Regions from separate parts of the Drosophila melanogaster genome. Here all the other regions are linked to region 1. A link is a contact called in public Hi-C data. All regions are on one chromosome and are shown on one strand. The core of a region is the stretch at or near the end of the contact, and the rest is flanking DNA. Distances in the headings are between cores, read along the strand shown.

The links. A called contact is a pair of places that touch in the nucleus more often than the background predicts.
Region 2: a Hi-C map of the Kc167 cell line shows a contact between it and region 1, with 2.0 times the contacts expected there. The contact joins the promoter of CG32313 here to the promoter of CG2211 in region 1. A contact is called at or near these places in 22 of 107 Hi-C or Micro-C datasets (the Clone 8 cell line, the D17-c3 cell line, the Kc167 cell line and 10 more) and 2 of 6 datasets of contacts at active chromatin or transcription factors (both in the Kc167 cell line).
Region 3: a contact with region 1 is called in a Hi-C map of the Kc167 cell line, with 2.2 times the contacts expected there. The contact joins the promoter of rho here to the promoter of CG2211 in region 1. A contact is called at or near these places in 5 of 107 Hi-C or Micro-C datasets (the Kc167 cell line, the ML-DmBG3-c2 cell line, the S2 cell line and 1 more) and 1 of 6 datasets of contacts at active chromatin or transcription factors (the S2 cell line).

The regions. Positions count from the first base shown.
Region 1 is chr3L:1,333,124-1,338,183 of dm6, forward strand. It overlaps CG2211, which reads right to left and starts at 2,236. Exons shown (of 4, transcript NM_138258.3): 1 at 1,918-2,236; 2 at 1,390-1,849; 3 at 566-1,333; 4 at 116-509. The coding sequence starts at 1,398. The coding sequence ends at 294. It overlaps Hmbs (Hydroxymethylbilane synthase), which reads left to right and starts at 1,766. Exons shown (of 4, transcript NM_138259.3): 1 at 1,766-2,165; 2 at 2,821-2,893; 3 at 4,148-4,417; 4 at 4,480-5,060. The coding sequence starts at 2,118. msd5 (mitotic spindle density 5) reads right to left here and starts at 23. Exons shown (of 1, transcript NM_138257.3): 1 at 1-23.
Region 2 is chr3L:1,543,387-1,548,446 of dm6, forward strand. CG32313 reads right to left here and starts at 2,357. Exons shown (of 4, transcript NM_167891.3): 1 at 2,270-2,357; 2 at 2,088-2,219; 3 at 1,784-2,019; 4 at 1,442-1,717. The coding sequence starts at 2,308. The coding sequence ends at 1,579. It overlaps pns (pinstripe), which reads left to right. Exons shown (of 15, transcript NM_206232.2): 14 at 1-206; 15 at 268-1,437. It overlaps Pcyt1 (Phosphocholine cytidylyltransferase 1), which reads left to right and starts at 2,706. Exons shown (of 4, transcript NM_001299969.1): 1 at 2,706-2,920.
Region 3 is chr3L:1,461,770-1,466,829 of dm6, forward strand. rho (rhomboid) reads left to right here and starts at 2,042. Exons shown (of 4, transcript NM_001274326.1): 1 at 2,042-2,361; 2 at 3,697-4,053; 3 at 4,721-5,060. The coding sequence starts at 3,718. The region is part of intron 3 of Ptp61F (Protein tyrosine phosphatase 61F); the gene reads right to left. lncRNA:CR44842 (long non-coding RNA:CR44842) reads right to left here and starts at 1,032. Exons shown (of 2, transcript NR_124753.1): 1 at 619-1,032; 2 at 1-502.

The DNA.
Region 1 (5,060 bases), core at 986-3,485:
TACGCTTCACTTCTCCTTTGATAACTTCGTTTGAATGGCCTGCGCCGCATCTATCGGAAATCGATAACGCAAGCTGTGGCGGTTTAAATTTGAAAACAAAAGTTCTATACAAATTATGATCGCTTACGGATTACTTGGGTTTTTATTTTTAAAAGCACAATTTTTAGAGTGCACTACACGTATTTCAAGTCTTCAGTGGTTTTAACGAGATCTTAATAGGGAGTTTATACCATATGAAAGTTTGGACTAACATGGCTGTTTGAATTCTGAGTCTCAGAACTACAAGGTGCATCTCATCCATACTCGGACTGAACGGTGAGCGAAAACTGACCCTTGGGAATTGAATTGGCATGGTACCAGATGCGTGTGTCCACCAACACAGCATCTCCGGGCTCCACATAGAAGGAGAAGGGCTGACACTGGTGGTCACATTCAGGAGCAGGTGCCAGAAACCAGGTCTTGTTGCCACTTAACTGAGCTTGCCACAACAGGCGGGGAATGTAATCAAGCTATAATAATTGAAAGATTAGTCATAATATTCGTTGATTTCTTGGTTTTTACTTACATGCATCACAGCCCCTTGCTCGTAGCCCATTAATATGAAGTCCGTGTGAGGCATTTCAGCATCGAAGGGCAGGAAATGCGGGCGGGGATACAGCTTTCTGAGCTCCGCCAGGACGGCCGGCTGGCAGACACTCCAGCCCACGAACCAGGGCACTCCTTGAGTAAGATTTGAACGCTCCGCGGACATGGAAAACACATGCTTCAGCGACTTGAGATCAGAGTTGAAGTGCAGAAACTGGCAATCTGAGTCCATTGCTCCCGGGACACTTTCGTACAATTCTTTTATGAAGGCAAAGCTGAGGTTCTTTTGTGCTGGCCAGTGAGCCACCGCCCTCTTCACAATGATGGGCATTGAGGAGTACGCGTGCGGTGCAAACTCCTCCATGGTGAGATTGGCCAAGATCAGGGGAGCCCTCACCCCTTTACAAAACTCGCAGTCACTAATGGGCCTGGTGGCCTCCCATACCAAGTAGTTGTTGGGCAGAAAGCAACGCACTCCGAGCAGGAACGAGATGGTCTCATAAAAGACCGGGGTGGCCACCATGATGAAGAACACGATGCCCAGCAGCCAGAGCAGATTCAACCGGTTCGGGTTGTGGTCCATGTCGCGCGTTTTGCGGAATGCCTCCTCCAGCTCCTGTGTGGACACCAGACCAGTCCGCATCACATTACGATGCAGAGCGTCCAGTTGATCAGCTAAGTCCGGACCCAAGCGCTCCCGAACCGCCTGCATTCGGTTGCCCAGCGTCCGCGTGGGACGGCTGATGAACTGGACCGTTCAGCCCTTTATTATTTTGCATTTCTTCAGTACTTATTATTCCTCACCAGAAACATTTCCAATTGATAGTCCTTCCCCTTTGTTTTGCTTCCAAACAGCTGAGAACGATAGGCTCATGGCGCGAGCTCTTTTGCCTATCGACTACAGAGTTGTCAGGGCTTCATAATTTACCAAATATTTCGTTTTGGTAGTTTAGATATTTACAACTTAAAATGTTAATAGGGCTGTAAATGATGTGCGGGTATAAGTATTGCTTTCACTTATATTGTCAAAAATATTTAAGTAATTTTTAACATTTATACACTGAACTAATTTTAGTCACGCTTAGTATTTTTTCTGGCTTCAGTCACAAACTGTGCCCATGCACTCGCCAGCCCTGTCAGCCGTTCTTCGTATATTTTAACGGTTCGCCCGCGGTCACACTTGTCATTCACTTTTCGCTCTTTGCTCGGTCGTAGTATCGGCCAGCAGCTAAAAATTTGGAAAGATCGTTCGGGCTGGGATTTTCTGCTGATTAGTACAAAGCCAACGTGACAATAACTCAAAAATGTGTCTTGAATAGTGCGTGCATTTACGTTTTCATTCATCTTTTATCGTTCATCCGGGCTCGGTTTTCTAATCAGCACTCCTCCTTCTTTGGCTGTCAACGTGACCCCGAAAGCTGTCCTTCTCGCACACACTTTCACTTTGCAACAACAACAGGAACAACGAACAAATAACCCAGCATAAACAATTGTTGTGCAACACTTATTAGCAAAACATTAGAGCGCCTATAATGTCGGCGCAGGAAAAGGTTATACGCGTTGGATCGCGAAAGAGCGAGGTAAGTGTGTTAAAGGCGACGAGAACTAAAATATGTGCATACTACATCCGCTTGGAATTCGAATTGGAAGTGCTGCATTTGAATTTCAATCACATTTTCGTGGCTCTCTCTTTCTCTCCCGTCTCCCCCTCCCTTATGCAAGACTTGTTGCTCTCCGCGTGGTGTTATTGCAGTTGTTGTACTTGCTCTGCTTTTTGGTTACTGTTACACAATTCGCTATAGCAACAGTACGCACTTTTGCAGAATGAGAGGAAGAGAGAGGCAGACAGAGAGGGTGAGAGAGAGAGGCCAAACTAATACAGTGCACTTTCGCAAAGTAAACCAACATAATTAACCGAAAGTAGAAAAAACGAATAATACACAAAACAAATGTGTTCCTCTGTCGAGCCCGCACTGTACTTGTTTTTGTATGGACCCCATTTGAAAACTTGATTTTAAGCTGGGCCTTTTAATAATTTTTGTGTTAATTGCACTGAGCCGCCACCTTTGATCGTGCTCGAAGTGAAGGCCACCTGTGTGCTGCTGGCATTCCAATTTGAAATTACTTGACTTATTTGCGAGCTAAGTGCCCTACTCTCTCCTTCTCTCTGTTAATTTGCATTTAGCATATAATAGGCACTCTATTAAACAATTTAACCCCCTTCCCCCTTTTCAGCTCGCTCTGATTCAGACCAAACATGTCATCGGCCGCCTGCAGAAGCTATATCCCAAGCAGAAATTCGAGATCCGTAAGTGAAAGTCGGGGTTGATAAATATTGGGGCACCGGCTGGAAGGGGAATTGGAAACTCATGATCAGCAAACTGAAAGGGAGTTGGAAGTGCTTACATACATACATGTAAACAGCGCAGTCATGCTGCACAGGGGCCTTTAGAAACTCTACACGAAGCATGACTTGTGGAAATTCCAGCAGGAGCCATGCTTATCTAGCGTTCTGATAGTGGTCATAGCAAATGTTGCGACTGTTTAAATGGGATTGCATACGATCGGCTTTATGCATATCGGCTTCTCTAAATTCATTGCTCTCGCTCTTTCGTCATCTCTTTTCCGCTCACGTGCCATTTGCCGAAGTTTGCTCAATGTCAATGGCTGTGCTGTTGTTGTTTCTCCCGAGATTAGGGAATGCCAACTCACACATACGCACAAACATACAGTAGCGGGCAAATAATCAGCACTAGAGATAATTATTATTCTTTGGAACTACCAAACTGTTTTGGCCATATAAATTCTGTTGGCTGAACCACATTACGTGAGAATTTTTGTTTGGATGAAGTGATACGACATTCGATCGGTCTATCTCTGATCGCAGTGAAATATTCGATAAGAGTCGCACTTTCTGGCGACATTATGGGAAATCTGTTGAAATTGTATTTGCACAGGCATGTTGAGTACCTTTGAACCCGATAAGATTGGCCAGTTTATGGAAATACATTTGGAAGCACCCACGATGAGTCAGTCGGTGTGGCTTTATCATGGCTAGCACCACCGTAATCTATTTGAAATTGTTGGATTTCACTTGCCCTATCCATATTTCATTGACATAAAATTTGCCAAGTGCTTTACTCAACGCCTCGCACGCAATTTCCCTCTTTGATATACGCTTTTATTCAAATTCTATTCCCGGTCCGATAAGCAAAACATTTGGAAAAGACATTATCGCTGCGGGTCCAAACTAGGAAAGGGGAAATTGGGGAGATATACCTATTCCGTTTGCATGTCTCGCTTGATTGCTGTCGTAAAGTGGAGAACCTGGCGTGCTACTGGGTTCCTTATCAGGTGATGATGACATAACAAACTGCAATTATGGAAACGCCATCCTTAGATTATTGATCTAAGATGTCGTTTCAAGTGGGTACAATTTCTGAGGTCAGAAGAAGTAAATTGTGTACGATAATGAATATGAAATCGCTTATCAAAGTTAAATATTTAGTAAGATAAATACAAAACGCTATGTTGTTTCAACCGGTCTAATTGTATTTTACAGACACCATGTCGACATTTGGCGATCGTGTGCTGAACGTTTCCCTTCCTAAGATTGGCGAGAAGAGCCTGTTCACCCGCGACCTCGAGGATGCGCTGCGCAACGGTGGCGTTGACTTTGTGGTGCACTCCCTCAAGGATCTGCCTACAGCCCTGCCAACAGGAATGGCCATCGGAGCCGTGCTGGAGCGAGAAGATGCGCGGGACGCCCTCGTTCTGCGGGAGAACTTCAAGGGCCACACGATAGCCTCGCTTCCAAAGGGCAGCGTGATTGGTGGGTGTGACAAATATGGCTAATTGTGATTAAAATGATTCAAATGTACCCTATATCCACAGGAACCTCATCTCTTCGTCGCACAGCCCAGATTCGCAGGATGTATCCCCATTTGACGGTGTGCGACATCCGTGGAAATCTAAATACTCGACTGGCCAAGCTGGATGCAGCCGATTCCAAGTTCTCCGGCATCATACTCGCTCAGGCCGGCTTGGTGAGAATGGGCTGGATGAGTCGTATTAGCCAGGTGCTGGAGCCGACCGACTTGCTCTATGCTGTTGGCCAAGGAGCCCTGGCCGTGGAGTGTCGGGCTAATGACGACCAAGTGCTGGCAATGCTGCAGAAACTTATGTGCCTGAATACAACGTGCCGCATCCTAGCAGAACGAAGCTTCCTGAAGACTTTGGGAGGGGGTTGCTCCGCCCCCGTGGCTGTTTGGAGCAACTTAAAGGGCGAGCCCTTGAATGGAAACAGCCAGGAGGTGGGACTATCCCTCACCGGTGCAGTTTGGAGCCTGGATGGTGCAATAGAGATACGGAACCATCTGGCATGTGCCTTAAATGAACAAAAATTGGAGGGGGACCAACGGAAACGAGGGGCCCAGGAGGCCACCAGCCAGTTGCAGGAGGAGACCAGCAGCAGC
Region 2 (5,060 bases), core at 1,107-3,606, 210 kb after region 1:
ATCAGAGATTCAACACCAGCTGGGCAACTGCGTCAACGTGCTGGTCAAATGGCATTATAAGCCCAGCCGGGATCGGGATGTGGGCACCCTGACCAACCTGCTGTGCGGGGACGATGGTTTGGTCAAGTGTCTGGAGCAGGTCTTCCTCTGCGGCTTCCGGTCGGCGCGATTCTTTGGACGAAATCTGTACATCTGGGACTATTTCAGTAAGACACATAGACATTAGGGCTTTAATTTGCTTTATGAATAAACCTTTTACCATTACAGCCAAAATCAAGGAGCTGTTTGAACACAATCTGCAGATGGAGCTGGAGGACTCATCCTCAAGCCTAGACTCCTCGTTTAGCAATGGAAGCGGCAGCGGAGGAAACAGCCTGCAACGTCGGGAAATCTCCAGCATTTGGCGTCTGTACGTACAGCTTATGGACGAGATCAACGGCACGGCACTCGGCAAGGACGGCAAGTTCCAGCTGCTTATCTGCTTGAGCTTGCGGGAGCACCTGCTGACGCGTCTGATAAAGCCAATGGCCTTGACCAAGGTGACGCACGAGATGTACGAGGAGGAGAGCTTCCTTAGGCGTCGCAACCTCCTCACCTTTCTCATCCAAATCCTGGAGCCGCTGGACGACTGCCACATCGTGCTGGAAAACTCAATCACACAGGGCATTCGCATCGCGTCCCAATGCTGAGGATCGGATGCAATACCTAACGCTCCCACTGCAATACTCATGCCACATCTCACCCACGGACATTTGCAACCAGTGACCTAGAGAATACTCACATACATATGCTCTTGAGGAATCTCGGAACTCTCGAATTCGTTGTTAGCTTTTAATGCGAAGCGGAGGAACTCCTGCCCCTATTACACCTATTTCTAGTTCTAACTATAATCCCAAGCCTAGCCACTAACCACTTGCCATTCGACCCTTCGACAGCTTGCCAAGAAACAGAGTCAAACGCTGAACGTTTTAGGGTAATGGATGCCAGTCCCGGGAACACTGAAGCCAAAGTTGAACAAAATTCCTTGTCATCGACGCAATCGAATTTTAAAGACATTTACTGTGCAATTAAGACGTTTACTATAACAAATTCTAAAATGTTGTTCAAAAATCTCCATATATTTGAAACGTATGCGTGTGTGTAGCTTAGTAGATAAGGTGTCCCAATCCGAAACCAAATCCAGTCAATTATCCTGAGTTCCATTATCAACAGTAGCTTTTAGTTTAGTTGATTTTACCAAAGAATCTTTGTTTTTTATAACGACCAACTTATGGCGTACATATTTTTTGTATATTATTATATTTTGGTACTTGAGTGAGTGAAATGAGATTAACCCAAAGGTGTTTATGTTATAATCAAGCTTTATTTTTACACTTTAGCCAAACACGTTTGCAGACACTACCTTAAGACCCTGAAAGTCAATAAATACAAATACGCAAATGATATATACGATTTAGTTCGAATACCGCTGGAAAATCTACAAAATTCTGGAAGTTCCGCACAGATATAAATTTAATAAGGTCGTTACGAAAGACAGCCAGTTACCAAATATATTGTTGACGCCATTGCGAGCAAATGTTATGCGAACTCAAACCCATGGTCAACAATGTGTTCTGCATCCCAAAACGTTGTCGGTCGCTTGGGAACATTGGACGCCATCTCTCGCAAAATGTTTCCAGGAGGAGCATATCTCACCACTAGGTATCGCGTTTCCTGTCTGCGGAAGACGCAATTATCTTGCACTTCGTCTTGCCATGGAGAAGTAATTTTATCAGATACTCACATTCTGCCTAGTCCAACGCCAAGTCTGGTGGAGGCGTTCCATATCATGGCCGTAAACCTGTAATACTTTGTGTTCTCGGCGAAGCCTCGGTAATGAAACCAAATTCGAACACATTCCCTAGGCAAGGCCTCCCGGAAAACGCAGACGACTTGAAGGTGCTTTGCTGATATTGGGTCCGTTGCATACAGGTATTCCAAGTAGTTCTCTGTATATACACCTTCATTCCTGACTATTTCCTAGAGGACGATGAAGACTGTTCAATTTTAAATAATTTAGGATTTTATACTGAGGCTGAAATACTTGCATCTGCGTATTCTGAGCACTCTGTACAGAGTTCTTCGTCCAGAACCATGGGCTGATTACCGTACTTGGCCCTCCTTCGATTGTGAGCCTCCAGGATTAAGGAGCGAAGACCTATGCCGATTGTCTGGTTGCACTAGAAGGAAATGGGTTCTCAGACTGAAGAAAAATGTTAGATCGTACTACCTCGATGGCGATTAAAAACAAAATAATTTTTATGCTCATTGCTTGTTACTTATTTCGCAGAAAGATTTTCCAGAATATGACAATTTTCACATAGTATTATTAAATACGCAAGGTTTATGGAAACTTTATTAATATGATTTACAATTTCGAGAATTCGAGATTTCATGCTGTGAATGAACATGTTACGTTTTTGCCGCAAATGGTAGGTTTAGGATTCATAGCCAGTGTTATTTTTGAATTATTATTAAATTAAATTTAAATTTGACACTTTATTGTCATTCTACAAATTTAAAAATTGAATTTTTAAACTATTTCGATAACTGTTTAAAGTTCATTCATTCCACGACCCAAAACAGTGAAAGTATTCGATAAGATATCGGTCTCCCCATGCGTCATCGATGGTATCGAAATGGAACTGATGCGCTTCCACCTCTAACAACTTTTGTTCACTAGGGTTATTCGAAGTTGTGTTTGTGTCCGACGAACAACAAACGAATTGTTAACAGACCGAGTGGGGTGACTTGTGGTCCGCGTTTCGTGTGTGTGTCATTCCAGACGAAAACGAAGATTTGCTTCGACAAGCAGAGAAAAGAAGGGACCAGCTCCAATCGATAATCGAAAGAACCGTTCCGAGTTGGAAGAAAGTGGAAAGTAAGTGGAGAGTGGAAACTATTTTGGTTCGGTGCGTTTTTTCAATGCGGGTCACTGGGAAATGCAGACACATTCACGGTGCCGAGCGGATGACGTGAGCAGAAGGGAGAGAGAGCGAAAGCTTGTTCTCTGTCTTTTCTACAGAGGCCGAATGTGCGTTTTGGATTCTTGCTCCTCAAGGCTTGTTTACATAATCACCGTCTCCTGCTCTGCTCTGCTCTGTTTATTCCCCGCGACGAACAGCTGCTGCGCTGCCACCGCTTATCGATTTTTTCCTTCTCGCTTTTTGCAGCCGGCAAGACGACGCCATTAATTGGCCGTCGCCACGTCATGCTTGTCGTATGATTTTTCGTGTCCGAACTTGCAGTAGGTGAGCACCCGCCCCACGCCTCCGCTCTCTCAACATCTCGCTCGATGACGCGTCATTTTGGTGGCGTACTTTACCCTGCGATCGTACGATTTCCCCAGCGGCAGCGTCATTCCAATGGGGCAAGTGTTAGTCACGCTACGTGCTCCACTTTCCCAAGCGCCTTTTTACCGTTGCGTTGCGTGGTCGCTCTTTTCCAGCCAAACATAACAGAGTGGCGGAGAGCGAGAGAGTGCACGCGCGTGTTTGGAGAGATCACACGCACTATCAGAGTCAGCTGTTTCGGCTTCTCAATGAACTTCGTGTTCGGTGCGTAGGCGACTGAGAAAAAGAGACGGACATATACATATTTATATATGAACAACAATAGTTATAGGGCATTGTGCAATTTTTCTAGACAATCTTATCACTCGCCTTGGAGCCCTAAAGCGCTGTAAATGCTAAGTAGGGTGCCCCAGAAAAACGTGCCAGTGTGTTAACTACAGTTCCTACTCCCAGACCGATAGTTCCCAGAGCGTTCTCACACGTAGCATCCGAAAATCACAGTTGACGTCAACTGGGTTTTTCGGCTTATTCCGTTAAGTCCATTATTGATAAGCCCACGCCCCAAGGTTATCAATGCAAATTGCTTGTGTGCACCATGGAGTACACCCCACGATCAGTCTATAATTGTACTCCGATCGTAGCTTATCAATGGCGAAAGCACTCGTACGCACGCAGATTTGAATAAAGCCCGAGGTAGTCTTTGATACTCAGTGGGCTTGGGCTCACACACAGAACTGTACTTTCGACCTTTTGCTGTTGGCCAAAAGCGAACGAACATCCAATAGGCAAACTCCAAAATCATCTCTTACTTTGCCGTGAGATTCGGCAGAGTTCTTCGGCCTGTTAGGAAATGTTAGCCCCAAACTATGAGGTTTGAAACAATAGTTAATTGTATTAAAAAATGTGTTTATCTCCTCACGCTTCCCGCATGATCTAATTTAATTTGTTGTACCGAGTTATCTGAACACATCCGGTTTTCGTAGTGACACGAAAAACGTAACTAAATAATTATATCAACCATTAAGGGTCAATTACGGTTACATTTTTAGAACGACTTGCTTTTGTTCTTAGTGTAAATTTTCCATTTGTGTAAATATTTGCAAAGATTCTCTATGTTTGTTGAGTGCTTTTGAGATAATGGAAGTGGTTCCAAGGATTTTATTTACTAGAAAATACTATTAAGCAGCACTTTATGGCCAGCTTCTTCAAAACTATATTATAGATTTAAGAACATGGCTTCAACTATGTATTCATTTATTGTATATGATTGAAGTAGTAGCAGCTAATCACGTGATTTAATTACGATCTTGCTAGTAGTTTCCCACATTCCCCGATCGCAGGGTTAGCCTGACCTCTGTCTGAAGAAAATACGTACGATGTGTAGTCCGTAGAAGTGTATTATAATGAAATAAGTCCGTGCTGATAGCGAACTTGGCCCGCCATACGTTTTGCCAGGCTGGCAAAGATCAGGCGGTGTGATTGTCAGACATGCAGGGTGTTTGTCGAGTGCTAACCATAATTAAAGGCGAATTTGTCTTATCGCTGGAAACAGTGAAACATGGCTCGTTTCCGCCAAACGCATTTATCGTGTTTCCAGATACCCGCGATTCGCGATTCGAGTGCAGCGGAAGCGGCCGTCAGGCGCAGAAATATTGTTCTTCTCCGAGATAAGTTAGCAGCAGGTAGTTCAGGGGATCTTATCTCTCACCTGCTTTTAGTGCCCGGCAA
Region 3 (5,060 bases), core at 792-3,291, 130 kb after region 1:
AAAGACGCGCCCCTGTCGGATGATTAGTGCTAAGATCCTTGGGCAGGATGGAAAAATGGGAAAACATGCGGTGGGAAAAACACACATCGCGAAACATTTGGCGCAACTTGCGGAAGACAAGTGCGGCTGCAACAAAAAGTCGCGAAACGAAACTCTGGGAAGCGGAAAAAGGACACCTTGCTGTGCGGCGGGAAGCGCAAGTGGCGGGCGGAATTTCCTGATTCGCGATGCCATGAGGCACTCGCATATGTTGAGCACATGTTTTGGGGGAAATTCCCGGGCGACGGGCCAGGAATCAACGTCCTGTCCTGCGTGGGAAAAGCCCACGTCCTACCCACGCCCACTCGGTTACCTGAATTCGAGCTCGAGTGTTTTGGGTGGCTGAGATTGCTTTGGTACGGTGGCTGACCTTGCCAGTGCCAGTGGGTCCATGTCCGTGGAGTGCTGGCAATGCGTGTCTGGCACAATGAAAACGCAGCAATGGAGGATGGAGGAACTCGACCTGAGGGAACGTGGGAAAAAAGGATTTACGATGAAGATGAGCTGAGAAACTCCGAGCTGATGACGTGCCTGGTCATGGGCATGTAGTGCAGCAACTGTGTTTTCGTATCTGCTTACCTGTTGCACGCACATGTTAAAAAGTCATCATAAATCTCAGTGGACGAGGACGAGGACTCTGAATCTGTTTCGCCTCTCTTTTGCGCCCAGTGAAAATATTTTCACTTTTCATGCGGGAGTTTTCATGCCGCCGATGAGGATGACTGGCCAGGATGGGTATATCTATCTATTAGATCTGTGTAAATTCCCAGCTTATCATGCAAAACACGTAACCACGTCGTCTCGATCCTTTCGGCCAGGAAGCCGAAAGCTACTCCTTTTGTGCAACATGCCGTGGTGACCTTTCCCGCGAACTCGTGACTGCAACGGCTCAGGCTGCCTAATAATTTGTATAAATATTTATTTTTGCTACCGATTTCTATCTGCTCGCTCAACGCCTCCGAGGGAGCTCTCGCTGGAAAAGGTGTGAAATTCGAAACCCCTGACAATGATGATCTTCTACGGGGAATCGGGGAATCAAGGGGAATCAGGACGGGGCTCGGTTTCGAATTCGATTCCATGACATGTTCTGCATTGCTGAGCCGATATACTTTATTTGCATTTTTGGCCACTTGCAGTGGCACGTTCCCTTAAAAACAACAGAATTATAGAAGCAATGTTTTAGCTATTGAACGGTTACGTATCAATAGAGGAATTTTAAAACTATTTCTAAGCAAGCAAATAGTTTTGCTAGTTTTTTTAGTTTAGAAACTAATTTACATTACCATTGTGAGCAATTGTGACATTGAAGTTATTTCTGGAAACTATTCGAAAGTGCGGAGCTAAAGAAAAAGCGACTGCTACTACCGATTTCATCATCTTTAATTGTGTTAACAATTTGTTTGACTTTCTTGTCTTTGTTTAAAGGCATCGACGGGAAACTCAGCAAAACAATGGACTTGGTACCTTTACAAATACAACTAAAATGAGCTTAAACCTCTTCTAGTACGTTAATATATATTACTAGTAATAATATAAAATGAGATAAAAGTCGGTTTTGCTGAAAGGCAATTAAACGCAAAGGCCTTGCTAGAATTTCGCAACATTGCAGAGATTAGAGCTCAGATCTGCGTAGTAGGCCATGACAAAGCGCAGATCGCTGGAGATCGGCGAGAAGACAGAAGACAGAAGACGACGCATTTGTTAGTCAGTGGCATTGGCAAGAAGTGCTGGCCCGTCTGGATGAGTCATTCACCGTTATGTGGCAAGGCGGCAGATGGGGGAAACCAGTGAATAACCAGCGACGAAAAACCTTCGAACCGCTCGCCTCGAGCTGCAGCAGTCGAGTGACTGCAGTGCGCACACCCCACCCACCCACACAAGACAAGATCCGGATGTGCCATGCAACACTTATACGGCCGAACCAAAACACAACATGTTCGAAGTGGCTCTCTTATACTGCACCGCACAGCGAGCACTTATAAAGGCCGGCTGCCTTGCCTTTCGAAAGTCAGTTGCGTGCGAGCCGCGAGCGCGAGATCATCAAACTGAGAAAGTCGGACTGCGACTCGAAACTGAAATTGAAACTGAAAGAAAGAAATATTCAAATTGTCGTGTGTGTGGGTGCAAGCAGAGAATATATATCTCAAGAATATCTGAATACAAGCTCCTGGATTTACGAGCAGCAAAACTAAGTTACCAATGTGCGAGCCGAAAAAAGCGAGTGAAAAACGTGCGAATATGCCAGCTAACTAAAGACATTTGGATTACAAGAAACCCACGCATTTTGGATTATAAACATTGCGACAGGCAGAAAAACCTAAGGTAAGCCCCCGACCCTAATGAGAAAATGCGCGAGAGCTAAAAGATACAAGATACAAAATATGAGTTGCGAGATACAAGCTACAAGCCACAAGGGATATGCAAGAAATGTGCAAATTGCAATAGAAATTGTCACAGCGGCAAAACAAAAGCATTTCAACTTAGAGGCGTAATGAGTTTGTTCAACCTGTGTGCCCGCTCGCTCTATCTCTCTCGCTCGCACCCTTTGCCCGTTTTTTTTTTTAGGGGTGCGAGTGCAGCAGAAAGCATAAAAAATGCAAATTACACCGCGGGCCATGTGAAACTATGTTTCTGACCAAACAGACAAAAAAAAAAAATGAGAAGAAAGAAATGATGAAAAGAAGGCCGAATGAATTAATTCATTATGTCTTAAAGCCCGCTTTCGACATCTCTTCTTCATGCTCGCATGGACATTCGGTGCAGTCTGCAATTAAAGTTAATAAATAAATTAATTAATAAGCGGCCGACTGCGATTTCGTGCCTTATTGAAATTGCTAGGCAACCGAAATGAAGAACATGAAAAGAGCGCCAGCCAAGGCACGGCACCCACTCACTTTTTCGAGCAGTGTAGGTAGCAGACACAAAAGCAACAACGGTGCGTGTGTGCAATGCGACTTGAGGCGAAAGAGAGAGAGGGGGCATATGCGAACACAATGAGTGTGAGTGGGAGAAACGCGTTTTTTTAAGTTTATTTTTTTTTTTTTTGTTGAGCAAGGCAATGAATTTGTTATTTTTTTTCCTTGTTGCGACGAACAGTTGTTTGGGGAATTTAAGAAGATTTGTGCTGTGACTGTAATTGAATCGAATGCGATTAACATAATTTGTGAGGAAATGTCTCTGGGCAATGAATTACAATAATGCCTGGCCATTAGCTGATTAGTTGGCCATTAGCGAAGATGATTTCAGGGCTGAAAGTGCAGTTTATGTAACGGCGTAGATGCTACACAAGCTACATCTTCAATTTTGTCCAGCTAATTTCGGGCCACAAAAGCAAACTTGGCCCATCAAATTTTATGGTTAGCTCACACAAGCTGACCCAGTTTTCCCTTCGGGGAAAAGCAGCCAGGAAGTTGCAGGCATCGGAATCCGTGTCCCAGGCCATAAACAAAATTCTTACCCACAAAGAAGCAGGCTTTTCCTTCGCTTTTCTTTTATTTCTGCTGCATTTCCCCACACACTCTGGTTTTTCTGAAGTGTTGTAATTGCTCTTGTTTTGTGCTGCGTTTTATGAATAACTTATGCACTTAATTGATTTTTGTTTATTGTTCGGTTCAAGTTAATTAATTACACACTTTATGCGCTCCTCTCTTTCTCCAGAATTTCTTCAACGGCGCCAGCATGGAGAACTTAACGCAGAATGTAAACGAAACCAAGGTGGATTTGGGCCAGGAGAAGGAGAAGGAGGCGTCGCAGGAGGAGGAGCATGCCACCGCCGCCAAGGAGACCATCATTGACATTCCCGCCGCGTGCTCCAGTTCCTCCAACTCCTCGTCGTACGACACCGATTGCAGCACGGCGAGCAGCACCTGCTGCACCCGCCAAGGCGAGCACATCTACATGCAACGCGAGGCCATCCCGGCCACGCCACTTCCGGAGTCGGAGGATATCGGCCTGCTGAAGTACGTCCACCGCCAGCACTGGCCCTGGTTCATCCTAGTGATCTCCATCATTGAGGTAAGCACACACACAGCGAACTCAGTAACTCAACCCATTAAATCAAAGAAGCCGCAAACTTTCATCCCAAGAGCGATAAAAATGATATAGGGGGCGGAAAGCGGCGACGAAGGGCGGAAGTTTTCCGAGAGTTTTCCTCGCTTTTCGTGTTTCGTTTTCTGCGTCTGACTCGCTGGCGCCCCCGAAAATCGATTGTAAACAAGTTGAACAACAAAACAGCCGAAGGAAAAAAAGCGAACAGAAAAGTTTATGAAACCAGACCGTTCGTAGTTTTTTCTTTTTTTTATTTTTTAAGGGCAGACCAAAAATTGTCATGTGAAAAACAGTGGAAGATGAGAAGATGGAAATGATAGTTAGTTTGATAGCGAAATTGGTAACTTGGAACATTGAGTTTAAAATAAACAATACACTTTTACATGACCCCTTACATTCGTATTGGAAATAATTTGCTTCGTATAGAAACTAGCACGAATATCAAATAAACAGGGCGGCCCACGGGGCGTATGAGTTTAGTGAGTTTGAAGCCCTGCCAAGTTGGCAGGACTCGCCCCTAAGCATTCTCATAAGACTTTATTTGGAACGTGGTCGCGTGCCAGACAGCAACAACATAAATCAGAGCGAGAGCCCAGAACTAACCCCCAATTCTTTGCGTCTCTGTCCATTTTAGATTGCCATCTTCGCCTACGACCGCTACACAATGCCCGCCCAGAATTTCGGGCTACCCGTTCCGATTCCGTCGGATTCGGTGCTGGTCTATCGGCCGGACCGGCGTCTGCAGGTGTGGCGCTTCTTTAGCTACATGTTCCTGCACGCCAACTGGTTCCACCTGGGCTTCAATATCGTCATCCAGCTGTTTTTTGGCATTCCCCTGGAGGTGATGCACGGCACGGCCAGGATCGGCGTGATCTACATGGCGGGCGTTTTTGCCGGATCCCTGGGCACCAGTGTCGTCGACTCGGAGGTCTTCCTGGTGGGCGCCAGCGGTGGCGTCTATGCCCTGTTGGCCG